Regions from separate parts of the Sus scrofa genome. Here region 1 is linked to region 2. The links are chromatin contacts, called in public targeted proximity ligation maps. All regions are on one chromosome and are shown on one strand. The core of a region is the stretch at or near the end of the contact, and the rest is flanking DNA. Distances in the headings are between cores, read along the strand shown. Region 1 overlaps RNF216 (E3 ubiquitin-protein ligase RNF216). Region 2 overlaps TNRC18 (trinucleotide repeat-containing gene 18 protein).

Region 1 (3,366 bases), core at 151-2,650, 280 kb after region 2:
CACACAGCTCTTTATCCAGTTGAAAACCAGTCCTGTCCCTTAGACATATAAGCAGTCTGGTTTAAATCAATGATTTTTTTTTTTCTTTGTTTTTTGAGTGCCACACCCTCAGCATATGGAAATTTCCAGGCTTGGAGTTGAATCAGAGTTGCAGTTGCCAGCCTACACCAGAGCCACAGCAATGCCAGATCTGAGCCGTATCTGCGACTTACACCACAGCTCATGGCCACGCTGGATCCATAACCCACTGCGCAAGGCCAGGGATGGAACCTGAATCCTCATCGATCCTAGTCGAGTTCCTTACCGCTGAGTCACAACGGGAACTCCTAATCAGTGATTTCTGTTCTGTGGGAATAATACTATAAACAACATCAGAGAACACTTTAAAGCGGAGAAGTGGCTACGGATGGTTTCCTCAGAGGATGGTTACCTAGTTTCTCGCCTCTCAAAGGATGTGCAGCACTGTCCTTCGGTGGCGGGGGGCAGGGGGCCTGTTAGCGATGCAGAAAATCAGGCTCCACTCTAGACTTACTAAGCGGAGTTGTATTTTGATCAGATCACTACGTGAGTCCAACGCACAGGAGAGTCTGAGAAGCCTTGGCTGCTTCTTACACAGGTCTTGGTTTTGCTGATCCTTTTGATACCTCTACTCAGACGAGAAAAGAGTCAGGCTATCTGGGGTCTTCAGTGGATCAGTTTCGGCCACTGGCAATTTTTAGGGAAGCTGACTCTACTCACTATCCACTCTTTCGCACGGCTGCGGGGACTGGCAGAACCTACTCGATGCTCACGAAACCATCACTCCACCCAGCTGCAAGCGAAAGGTCAGCAACGCGTCCAACAGTAGGAGACAAAAGGTAAGAGAGAGTAAAGTGACAGGAAGGGCTAGCAGTGAAATCTCCAATTCCTCACGTTGGTAAACCAAACCTGAAGTTTCTTCTCGACCTTTCCAAACACTGCTGTTGAAAGCATGACCGTGAACGACGCATTTTGGAAACCACCTTGTAAACAAACGATGCTGGCACAGGGTCTCCAGGACTGTACATACACTGTGCCGGGCACGCACTCGCCCGACCGTAAGGGCTGCTTGCTGGTGCAGAGAAGGAGGCAGGACTTGCCTGATGCTGTGTGGAGGAAGCTGCCAGGAAGAGACATTTGGAACCAGGGAGAGTGTTGAAGTGATTGGTGATAAGGACAAACGGGCCTTTATTTTCCTGTTCGCTTATTCTTGGATTTAAATTTTCAGTACAGTTAGTCACTCAAGTAGAACACAAACTTTAGGATATCACTATCTCAAACACCATCAAAAGTGTTTGCTCAGGGAGAAAATAATCAATGGGGCACCCTTACCACTTGACCCCACCTCCACTTTTCCATTCCTTTTCCTCATGTTCAAAAATCCAAAGGTTACCTTTGGAAGCAAAAGTGCAACTAAGTGCTATAAATGGGTCTTGTAACACAGTATGTTGCAAATGTGACTTCCCTCTAGAATCTTTCTTAAGCTGTCTTTCAGCCTTTATCCATAGCCCCAGTCTCAGTTCCAGTTAACGCGGCCTACCCAGGAGGAACCTACCCTGCTGGCTGTATAAGGAGCCTGATCAGGGCCTTCCTGGAAGGCAAGCAGAGTCCAGCCCAGGAAGGTAGCACTGAAGGTCTACCCAGTAGGAAACCACACCACTCATGCCCCCTCCCCAGAAGGCCTACAGTGATCCCCTGAACACCTGGCCCCACAAAGAGCTGCCAGGGTTGTAGCCTGCCCTGGTGTTGCCAGTATCTTTGTTTTTCATCCTTAATTCCTTCCTTACAGCAACTGCTCCAAACAACAACATATGGACCATAGGATGAAACCTCACCAGAAGCCACTGCCTTCTGCCAGGCTTCCCAAGCTTTGCTCTACCTAGCTGCAACTGCCCTGGGCCCAGACGGAGGATGGATAGCCGGGAAATACACAGGGACATATCTGCTTAAGCTCTAATAGGCATGTCTTTGGCTCAGTGGTGAGCCCAATTACGACCACTCCTGTCTTATATGGCTTTCCCAACTCACAGAGACAGGCTAAAAAAGACAGGGTTTTTTAATTTTTATTTTTCATTGTTTTAAACAGTGGCCATTATGGACTGAATTGTTTTCCCTCCTAAACTCAGATGTCCTAATGCTCAGTACCTCGGAATGTGACTCTGTTTAGAGACAGGCCTTTAAAGTGGTGACCAGGTTGAAACTCCCTTGGGGTAGACTTTGCGCCCGCCCAAATGCTGTCCTTAGAGGAGGAGGGTATCAGGACATGTAGGAGAGACACCAGGCGGTGCATTCATAGCAGAAAGGCCTTGTCAGGATGCAGGGAGGAGGCGGCCAGCTGGGGAGAGAGGCCCGAGAAGCCAGAGTTGCCGACACCTTGATCCTGAACTTCCAGCCTCCAGAACTGTGAGAAAATAAATGCCTGTTGTTCCAGCTGCCAGTCCGTAGGACTTTGTCATGGTGGCCCTGGCCAACTAATAGGGTGGCCTTCAACGGTGATCAAACACCAGGTGGGGGTGGATCTGGAGAGGTCCAGACCCTCTGTGCATGCACTGTTGCTCTCTGACCTTTGTACATGCTGAGACTCGAAGTCCTCATTCTTGGGGACAGACAGGAATAGGCTGTGGGACTGTGACTAAGTCCTTGAAAACTGAGAGTGCCCCCAATCTATTTTCCATTCAGACGAACACGTGGCTTCCTGGAAGTGCGGCCTCTAAGTACCTGCTGACTTTGGGGAAATACTAACCTTGTAGTTATGCCAGTTACTTCTCTCTTTACTAATGGTAACATCAAATGATCTCACGCTGCAGAAAGATCACGCTGGAGAGCTTGTTTGCTAAACTTAACAGAAAGGAGCAAAGCAACCAGCCTTAGGATGTACCACTGCCCCCGTCAACCAATGCAGTGCTCAGAGTACGAGGAGACAGTTTATGCTACTGACCCATTTCGTTGAGAATTGGATTCTGAATTATTTTCTGAGAGTAAAGAGAGGGTTCCAGAATTCCCAAAATACATGTTGGAGTAAATTTGCATCCCTCTCCCTCCATTCTCTTGTCAATACCCAACAACAGATAGTTATACTTAAGTGTGATTAAATCTATTTCAACAAACATAAACCAGAAGGTGTATTAGGAAGTGGAAATAAAACCACGAACAAGACACTGTCCCTGACTTTCAGAGGAGATTAGAGCAGACCAGGAACTCAAACTCAAAATGTCCGTGTGGGCAGCAGGTAATGCAAACTGCAAGCAAACCACAATGAATCATGCTGCCCAATATTCGCCAAGCCAAAGTGAGATTCAGTTTGCCTCGGCTTTAAATGTGAAGCCAGAAACCTGGGATTTTACACAG
Region 2 (3,383 bases), core at 788-3,287:
TTCCAACTATGCAGCACAGGGAACACTACTCAATATTCCCTAATAACCTATGTGGGAAAAGAATTCATATATGTGGAGTTTCCATCGTGGCGCAGTGGTTAACGAATCCGACTGGGAACCATCAGGTTGCAGGTTCGATCCCTAGCCTCGCTCAGTGGGTTAAGGATCCGGCGTTGCCATGAGCTGTGGTATAGGTCGCAGACGCGGCTCGGATCCCGCATTGCTGTGGCTCTGGTGTAGGCCGGTGGCTACAGCTCTGATTAGACCCCTAGCCTGGGAACCTCCATATGCCGCGGGAGTAGCTCAAGAAATGGCAAAAAGACAAAAAAAAAAAAAAAAAAAAAAAAAAAAAAAGAGTTGATATATGCATATGTATAACCAAATCACTTTGCTGTACACCTGCAACTAACACATTTTAAATCAGCTGTACTCCAGTATAAAAGAAAAATTAATAAAACATTAATCAATTGTATTTCTATACGTCAACAACGAACACTCCAAAAATGAATAGAATTCCATTTATAATAGCATCAAAAAGAGTAATTACCTAGGACTAAATTTAACAAAAGACGTGTAAGACTTACACAACAAAAACTACATTGTTTTGAAAGAAACGAAAGACCCAAATAAATGGAAAGACATTCAATGTTCCTGGATTGAGAAATTGATTTGGTTGAGCTGTCAACACTCCCCAACGTGACCTACCAATTCAACACGATTCTTATCAGAATCCTAGCTGGGGGCTCTTTTCACAGAAAGGGACAGACTGACCCTCCTGTCCACACGGAAATGCAAGGGACTCTGAAGCACCGATCCTGGAAAGAGACAACAAAGACGGAGGACTCGCACTCCCCGACGGCAAAGCCGCCTTCAACAGCTCCCACTGTCATCTCGTAGCAGTGACAGGGTCGCACTGGCATGAGGACGCACAGATCAGTACGATAGAACTGTGGGTCCAGAAAGAATCCTTTATATCCATTTTCAGTTGGTCTACTGATTTTTGGCAAGGGCACCCAGAGCACTCCTGGGGAAAGAACAGACTCCTCAACACATGCTCCTGGGGCAACTGGGTGTCCGTGTGCAAAAGACCCCTCTGTCAGTCCACACACACAGAATTAACTCGAAATGGATCACAAACCTGAATGTAAGTCTCAAACGACAGAACTCTTAGAAGAAAATGGGACTACATCTTTGTGACTTTATATCAGGCAATACTTTCTTATACACAACACCAGCAGTACAGGTGACATCAGAAGAAATAAACCAGACTTCATCAAAATTATAAATGTGTTGTTTCAAACACTATCAAGTAAGTGAAATACACAACTCACAGAACGGGAGAAAATACTTGCAAACCATCTATCTGTTGAGAGATCTGTAGCTAGAATAAATAAAAACTCCCGCCAAACAACAAAACCACAAATAACACAATTTGAAAATGAGTAAAGGGAAGTTCCTATTGTGGCACAGCAGGTTAAGGATCTGGCATCGTCTCTGTGGTGGTACAGGTTTGATCCCAGGCCAGGCATCTGGCATTGCTGCAGCTGTGGTGTAGGTTAAAACAACAGCTCAGATCCAAGCCGTGGCCCAAGGACTTTCACATGCTACAGGTGGGGCCAAAAAATAAATACATTTTTCAAAAATAAAATTGCGGGGAGTTCCTGTCATGGCTCAGCAGTAATGAATCCAGCTAGTATCCATGAGGACACAGGTTCGATCCCTAGCCTTCCTCAGTTGGCGAAGGATCCAGCGTTGCCATGAGCTGTGGCAAAGACTGCTGACACGGCTCAGATCAGGCACTGCTGTGGCACAGGCCAGCAGCGGTAGATCCAATTCAACCCCCACCTCCCTGGGAACTTCCATATGCTGCAGGTATGGCCATATCCAAAAAAAAAAAAAAAGTAAAATTTTAAAAACCAACTTAAAAAAAAAAATAAAAAGACATTTCTGGGAGATCCATCCCCCTGTGACTCAGCTGGTAAAAGAACATGACTAGTATCCATGTGGGTTCAATCCCTGGCCCCGCCCAATAGGTTAAGGATCCAGCATTGCCACATGCTGCGGTGTAGGTCACAGATGTGGCTTGGATCCAGTGTGCTGTGGCTGTGGAGAAGGCTGACAGCTGTAGCTCTGATTCAGCCTCTGGCCTGGGAACCTCCATGTGCCACAGGTGCAGCCCTAAAAGTAAATAAATAAAGAGAAATACATTTCTCCGAAGATGACACACAAACGGCTACAAAACACATGAAAGGATGCTCCACACCACTAGTTATTGGAGAAATGCACATCAAGACCACAATGACAATGCCTTTTTTTTTTTTTGCTTTTTAGGGCTGCACCCACGGCATATAGAGGTTCCCAGGCTAGGGGTCCAATTGAAGCTACAGCTGCTGGCCTAAGCCACAGCCACATCAGATCCGAGCCGCATCTGCAACCTACATCATAGCTCACGGCAACGCTGGATCCTTAACCCACTGAACGAGGCCAGGGATTGAACCCGAAACCTCATGGTTCCCAGTCAGATTTGTTTCCACTGCGCCATGACGGGAACTCCCAAAACCTCAACGAGACACTACTGCACACCCACGAGGAAAGCTATCATTGAGACAGATAATAACAGGTATTGAGAAGGGTTTGGAGACACTGGAGCTCTCATACGCGGCTGCTGGGAATATGAAAGCACGCAGGAACTCTGGAAAATCCTTTAGCAGTTCCCCCAAAGGTTAAACACACTTACCAAATGACCCAGCCGGGAGTTCCCGTCGTGGCGCAGTTAACGAATCCGACTAGGAACCATGACGTTGTGGGTTCGATCCCTGGCCTCGCTCAGTGGGTTAAGGATCCGGCGTTGCCGTGAGCTGTGGTGTAGGTCGCAGATGCAGCTCAGATCCCGCGTGGCTGTGGCTGTGGCGTAGGCCGGCGGCTACAGTTCCGATTGGACCCCCAGCCTGGGAACCTCCATGTGCCGCAGGTGTGGCCCTAGAAAAAGAAAAAAAGAGAAAACAAAAACCCCAAATGACCCAGCTGTCTTCACCTAGATTTGTACCCAGGAGAGCTGAAAATGTGTCCACATAAAAATATGTATGTGAATATTCACAGCAGCATCTTTCACCACAGCCCAGAGGTGGCAGACCCACCAAATGGAATATTATTCAGCCTTGAAAAGGAATGGGCTCACATAAGAAGAAACAGACTGAGTAAAGCTTTATCTACAGCTCCAATTAGACCCCTAGCCTGGGAAACCTCCATGTGCTGCGGGTGTGGCCCTAAAAAAACAATAAATAAATAAATAAATAAATAAATAAATAAAGACTTCACCCCACAAATTTCAGACATTCAGGTGGGGCCAGGCCTGCCTATGTTTGAAAGCTCCCCACGTACAT

Evidence for each region.
Region 1: a contact with region 2 is called in a targeted proximity ligation map of alveolar macrophages. A contact is called at or near these places in 1 of 47 Hi-C or Micro-C datasets (epiblast stem cells) and 1 of 2 datasets of targeted methods (alveolar macrophages).

What each region holds. Positions count from the first base shown.
Region 1 is chr3:4,210,286-4,213,651 of Sscrofa11.1, forward strand. All of the region lies in intron 13 of RNF216 (E3 ubiquitin-protein ligase RNF216), which reads right to left. Among named protein-coding and RNA genes, the nearest start is that of FSCN1, 78 kb to the left of the region's middle.
Region 2 is chr3:3,925,869-3,929,251 of Sscrofa11.1, forward strand. The region is part of intron 20 of TNRC18 (trinucleotide repeat-containing gene 18 protein); the gene reads right to left. Among named protein-coding and RNA genes, the nearest start is that of TNRC18, 69 kb to the right of the region's middle.